Linked DNA regions of Siniperca chuatsi: region 1 is linked to region 2. The links are chromatin contacts, called in public Hi-C maps. All regions are on one chromosome and are shown on one strand. Each heading gives the region's core, a stretch centred on a gene start, on an enhancer-like site or on the middle of the called end of the contact. The rest is flanking DNA. Distances are from core to core; before and after follow the strand shown.

Region 1 (3,364 bases), core at 517-3,016, 120 kb before region 2:
ATTCATTAACTGTTTATATATATGAAACAATGAATTCATCTCACTGTTTACATTCACAAGCAGGGAGAGTAGACTACAAAATAACTCTGTGGCCATTTATACTGAAAACAAACAAGGACATTATTTGATACATAAAACTCAATAATCTTGATTAATCAACTGTTAGATTAAAATGAAACTACCCCTCCCAAATCCCAAATTAGTCTATTTGAATTTCTCTTTTTAAAATGTTATAACAGTTTGTTCATAAGTGCTCTAACAGGGATTCAGACCTTAATAATGGATCCAGACATTAATAATGCCATTATGTAGCATAACATACATTTCTTTATCTGTGAAGGCCTTTTTGGCAAACAAAAGGAACACATACTGGGTTTATTCATGTATGGCCCATATAATTTGAAATATTTCCTTATTTGGCGAAATACAATGCTTTTTGGTCATTTTCATATTTTGTCACCTTCATCAAATGTGCAAGCCCTGTTTGTGGCAAAAAGAGGGTTTTAAAAAGAGGGTTTTAAAAAGAAGAAAATAAAAATTATATTTAAATAAAAATGATAACAAATGGTTTATTTAGCAGATATTATTGTTATTTTTTTACACATACAGCAGTGGGGTCTGTGAGACCCCAAACAATGAGGAAGTAAAGCCAGTGTCAACCAGACATAAGCTTAATCATTAGATAAATTATTAGTCTTTTTCTGCCCTTAACTGTGTCAGCCTGTATACTCCTTCAGTTCCGGCTTTCAATCTTCGGCACTATCAGGCCCAGGAATATTTTACCCACTAGATGTCTCTCCTGTCATATATATGAAACATTTGCTGTCATAATGTATTTTTATTTCCTTCTTTAAGGAACACTGTGCTGCATTATCCTTAATATGAAGCTACAGTAATAGTGTAATTTCTGTCTTCATACAGTTGATGGGAAATGAAACTGGATACGAGTATGTAACAGCTCTAATCACCACAACACAAGTGCACTACACATAAAACAATATAATAACGTTATAGCCTCAAGCGTCCACTGAAGAGTTTAGTCACAGCCAAAAGTACCATCAACAAGCGCCACAGATGTGACTCACACAAGATGTCCAGGAATAAAATTGGACTTCCTGTTCCAAACCACCCCAACCAAAAACCACAATGCCTTTAAGATCCTATAAGATTCACATTGTGGCCGTGGCATTCAGTGGTGAGTTGGCTGTGACTCAGTCAAACATTATGGGATTTCCTATATGGTATTGTTTTGAAATGTATCCCTGTAGTTTTTTTAAAGTTGTGACTCCACAAAAGCATAACACAAACAATACCTTTCATTGTCTTTGGGCCCTGATCACAATGCTGGATCTTGTTTCGTCCTTCCAACCTTTAAAGTCTCACACACTATAATGACAATGAGACAAGCGTATTGACAAGAGTACTGACAATAAAACACAATGTGACAGAGGCTTTGTGTATTTTACAGAACTGATTGCAGAACAGTGTGCATCATCAGCTATTTCAGTTACATTGCAGGTGTAGCAGAGAAAGGCACCTATACATTTGCCATAAAATTACAGCTCGTGCAATGTGCAAAATATTTACATGGGAAAGTGCAAAAGTTTGCAGTAAGTTAGCACAACTTTTAGGAAAATCTAACTCCTGCTTTGAGAGACCAACTGTCCTACACATCTTTTTGCGTACGCTCTCTCTCACTTCATTTCCTGCAGGAGGAGACGGTCCTCCCCCTCTCAGTGTAAACACACCCATTGATTTCAGTGAGAGAGGACTGGGAGCACTGGGGGAGGACCGTCATACAGGAGCAGAGCAGCAGCGCTGGAGGAACACCTCCAAAACATCTCGCCTCATCCTTTATTTTAAAGCCCGTTTGTTTTGATATATATTTATACCTAACTTCCGGAATTTGCAGACAACCCAGTGTAGTGCGTTATCTAAGTAAACGGCCTCATCCTGACCGAGCATCCGCCAGCATTTCGGAAATATCCAAGGAGTTGTTAACACTCCCCGAGCGCAAGGCTTGCATCGTGGCTCTTTCAGAAGCGACATGTTCGAGAGATCCTGCGGGCACAATTGAACTCCTACTTTCACGCGAAGAGGTAGGCCTAAATCTGACAATAAAGCACAACCCTGCTGACTATTATAGCGTTTTAACAGATTGGTATATTGTTAACAACTGCTGCATCCCTTCCTGATCACCTGATGATGGAAAACTCCGGGCTGTGGCAGAGAAAGCGCAACAGAAAACAGGCTGATGGACAAAAGACGGTTGTTGATATTCACTGATTAGGTCAATATTACGTTGTTGCTATGATTTAACCAGCACATTGATTGCACTATTTCTTTATTTTCATGAAAAAGTGCTACAGATCTCCTCGCAGTCCTTTGTGCTCTCTTCGGCGTCTTGCTCCTGCATACTCATGCACGCTGAAGATGTTTTATATGTTTTAAAGGCGACATCAGGTGTGACATGCTCTTCTTGGTGTTATAAATTGATAAACAGTATTTCCTGAGTGGCAGGGCTTTGGTTTAAACACAGTTAACCTCGCTCGGATGTGCGTGGACAGCTGGGTTGAGACTATATTCTGTTAGAGATTAAGATTGATGTAGATGTGCAGATCAATAGCCGCTGGCGTGTCTTCTTGTTTTGCATCTTGTTTCATTTTTTCCACCCAAGTGGCAGATGTATAGAACTGGCCCATGTAAGCCTGGTGTTTACTTTTGAAGTCTCCCCCTCAAATCCCTCTTCCTGAGTCCATGGTTGACTGTGAACACCTGGCAATGATTTTAAACAGACTGCAGCCAGCCAGGCCTCAGATAGAGTCCAAAGGCTGCGTGTGCAAGCCTTTTTACTGTGTGCTTTGTCAGTGTGGCATGTATGTGCTTTCCGGTTATGTGCCCATGGATCTGTTTTCCGGTTATGTGCCCATGGATCTGGGATAAGGATGACAACTCTCACAGACATCCAGCCAACTGCTCACTCTCACACTGCTGGCATATTTTCTTCCTCTCAGGGGATGTTGGTGACTCTGTTACCGTGACAGAAAATAGCACGTGAAATATATCAGACACCAAGGACAAGTTATATTACCATGAGCACTGATTGTAAATAATGATATGAATAATATTAGTAATAGTAATTTGTTTTAGGGCTTCAACTAAATTTCATTCTAAATTGTGATTGATACATTTTTTGAATAATCAATTAATCATTTAGTCTATAAAATATCAAAACAAAATAGTGAAAAATGCCTATCCCAACTTCCCTGAGCTCACGGTGATGTCTTCAAAGTTGTTGTTTTGTCTGACCAACATTCCAAAACCTAAAGGTGGTCAGGTTACAATGATATGTGACAAAGAAAAG
Region 2 (3,312 bases), core at 92-2,591:
TTAGAGGGACTGTGATGCATAGTCAGCAGCTTATTTGCATTTTCTCTCCATTTTTTTCTTCTGTTTCTATTACTGGACGATTTTCTGAGCTGTGCTTGGTGCAAAAGGACCTTGTCAACAACAATGGTCAGCATCTTCTCAAAGAAGGAAACACAACAACGTTTGGTTGTGTGAGGACATCTATTTAATGTAAAAATCGGATAGCGATCTGCTCCTTTTTAGGTATTTCTCTATGGAAATCTGTAAAAACTTAAAACAATGAGCCTTATTCATCTCATACCTTCCCCGAAGGATGAGTCAGTGGAGGTGGAGGACATTGGAGTCGGCAGGAGCTCTTCTGATCGGCTGGTCACCTTCCAGGCATCAGACTCTGTCTCTGAACTCTCACTGAGCCGACTGCTAAACAGAGAAGAACATGGACAACCATTATTACCCCCAAATATTTACCAATATCCCCACATCATATTATCTAATTAATAAAGTCTGGGAGATTTATGACCTGTCACTGTTTGGGAAACTCCCAGAGAGGGGGCATGACTGGATCGCAGTGTCTTTCCTCTCCTTAGGGGTCATGACAGGTAGAGAGGTAGAGATGGGGATCACACACTGAGGAGGACTGTCTCTCACTGTGAAATCTGCGGGAGAAGCAAGGAGAATTAACAATAGTCATCCCCACTGCAACCACAATGAAACATTGCAAACAGGAAATTTCACACACAACATGCTTAAGACAGCTTGAGAGCAAAATTGTTGGTGACCGTCGACCTTTGTTTTGTAAACTCACTCTGTGGGAGGGATGCTGTCCTGTCCTTCACCATGGTAACCGCATACTTATCCTGAAGTTTCTAAGTAATACAAATGAGAGAGTCTGGTTACAGCATATAAACAATTGACACAAGGACAGGCACCAGTAGAGATGAGTATTTCAAAACCATTTTTTATTCCAATATTTCAAGACAATACTCACCTTCAAACATGGGGGGACAGATTCCTTACAGCCCTTATGGACGATAGCAGTGCAACCTGGGAAAGAATTCGATTTTTAAGTTTATGTTTTGCAAAAAATATAAATGTAAGCTTCTTGGAATTACGCTATGACTTACTGGAGCAATGCAGCAGGTCCTTTCCAGAGGCTGGTTTCTCACACACCACACACACGGTGGGGCCTAAACAGGAGCCTGTGTTAAACCGATGTCCATTCAGCTGCCTATCCTTGGCCTCTCTGTCCTTCCCCTTCCCCTTGGAAAACCATGCCAGAGACATAGGCGTAAAAAAAGAGGCCATACAGACAGAGGCAAAACGTGACTGACAACTACAGCTAAGAACTCTGAGCAAAGCAGGCCTTAATCCATATTTCTATAAACCAGGGTGAAGATCTTTGTCAGGTTTCTATTTGCAGAGTAAACTCTCCCACGTGTAAGTAGACATATGAGCCTGGAAGGAATCATCGCATTTTCCCAAAGAGTAAGAAAGTCCACTGACAAGGAAATGGAGCATAGCATAAACAACAGATGCAGGTCGGGGAGGGCTTCCAGTCTCTGTGCTGACTCAACAACAGAGGATTAATCATTAAAAGGAAAGAGGCTGGACACCATGTTTGGTCTGTCACCCTGACCTTCAGTTATTCCCAGAAATGTTTCCTGGTTGTGTCTCCCAGAGAGCAGAAAGACAGAGTCACATATTCCTTACCTGAGTCTAGGATACTAGCCTTTACAAAAGTGTTATAATATTCAATACCATAAATACTTCTATAAGCATAAATAGTCAAATTTAATAAGCCAGTACATACACGCCTGTACCTATAGAGGCGTCAAACACTTTAATGGAAGCAGGACTTGTGTTTTTAAGCTATTAAACTATGCAGAGCTTAGTGTAGCATGTAAAGCTGGCCTGAATGCACAGCAAGGGCAAGTTTAAGTTTTGTTCAGCTATTCTTTATATTCTAGTTTTTTAATTTAGATTTTGTGTTTGACGGATGTAACAGCAGAGGCATGGACTGTTTATGGTTTGGGTTTACCTTGGTCTTGTTGCGTGTACTCGACATCCTGCTCTTGAGAAAACTGAAGGTACGAATGACTTTGTACTTCTCTGACTCCACCTTTGTTGGGATGTTGTACTTGTCCAACTCCTCCTCTTCAATTCTGAAGGAAAATTTAAATAATGTCAGTGCAATTTGTTACCTTGCATTTGTGTTCTATAACTTACAACAAAACACAAAAATTCACTGTTGGTTTGCAGACATGCAGACATTAGTTGGTCACGCCATCCTGATTTTCTTCTTGCTGAGTCTACAGGACAACAAGAGCAAGTATGATGGGCTTTTGTAGGTACAGGCAGAAGATACATATGAGGGTGAAATGTGTGAAATTCTTATAGTACACAAGCATATAACTGGTTCATGGGGTGCGATGTAGTTAGATGAAATGAAATAACAATAAAAAATATATAATTTCATCTGATATTGCACAGCGTGTAATTTCTGGTAAAATAAATGTTAGGGAAAGGGAATGAAATCCTTTGTTAGTCACTAAAATGTGACAAAGAAAATTGTGTTCATTCTCTGCAACTCTGTGCTGTGAAAGTAAATTAAAATTAGTAGAATTGTTAAAGGCTAGATACATGCCAAATGACAATGACAGATGGTGCATATTGTTAAAAGACAATAACAACTTAATTGTTGCTTTGCTGTTAGATAAGAGGAGAGGAGAGGAGAGGAAACCAGCAGAGAAGAGGAAATGAGGAAAGGAGAGGAGACAATGAGAGTATAGGAAACAAGGAAAGGAAGGGAAGGGGAAACAAGGAGAGAAGAAGAGAGGAGGTTGTGGTTTGTTGTCAGGTGGTAAACATGATTTAAGTTTTAGTTTAGGGTTAGTTTGTTTGAACTGGACGGTTAAGGATGCTAGAACAGTCAAACAGGGGTCGACCCCCCCCACATACTCTTTGAGGAACTCGGACAGAGTGAGATGCTGGAGGGACTCTGCCAGCTCCATGCTGCCCTCATCATCAGCAGACTGTGCACGCTTACGGAACCTAATCTCCCTGTAAAGAACAGCGCACACACACGGACACACACGGAAACACACTGACGTTTTAATGTGGATGAGAAGCCACAAAGGCCAAGAAGACATGCTGCAATGAAATATTTTTGTATAAATATTCTTTCTTGTGTCTGGAATCTTCCACTAGGGGGAGCTACTGAAGTGTGGCAATTCAATAAGGGTATTTATACATGAAATACTGTAGCAGAGCAAATATCAGATGGCATCGTTCCTAATGGAATGGCAATAAAAACAGGGAACAGGAAGAGGAAAG

Evidence for each region. A called contact is a pair of places that touch in the nucleus more often than the background predicts.
Region 1: a contact with region 2 is called in a Hi-C map of liver, with 2.1 times the contacts expected there. The contact joins the promoter of enc1 here to the enhancer-like site in region 2. A contact is called at or near these places in 3 of 3 Hi-C or Micro-C datasets (liver, skeletal muscle and an unstated tissue).

What each region holds. Positions count from the first base shown.
Region 1 is chrLG18:6,283,476-6,286,839 of ASM2008510v1, reverse strand. enc1 (ectoderm-neural cortex protein 1) reads left to right here and starts at 1,766. Exons shown (of 3, transcript XM_044175364.1): 1 at 1,766-2,099.
Region 2 is chrLG18:6,159,805-6,163,116 of ASM2008510v1, reverse strand. arhgef28a (rho guanine nucleotide exchange factor 28) reads right to left here. Exons shown (of 35, transcript XM_044175354.1): 15 at 2,938-3,039; 16 at 2,018-2,141; 17 at 1,104-1,239; 18 at 968-1,023; 19 at 785-845; 20 at 500-635; 21 at 281-399. Among protein-coding and RNA genes, the nearest start is that of arhgef28a, 26 kb to the right of the region's middle. Within about 2 kb of position 1,341, the one cell type or tissue checked has an H3K27ac peak away from gene starts, as active enhancers do. A contact at or near this core is called in liver, where this site is marked.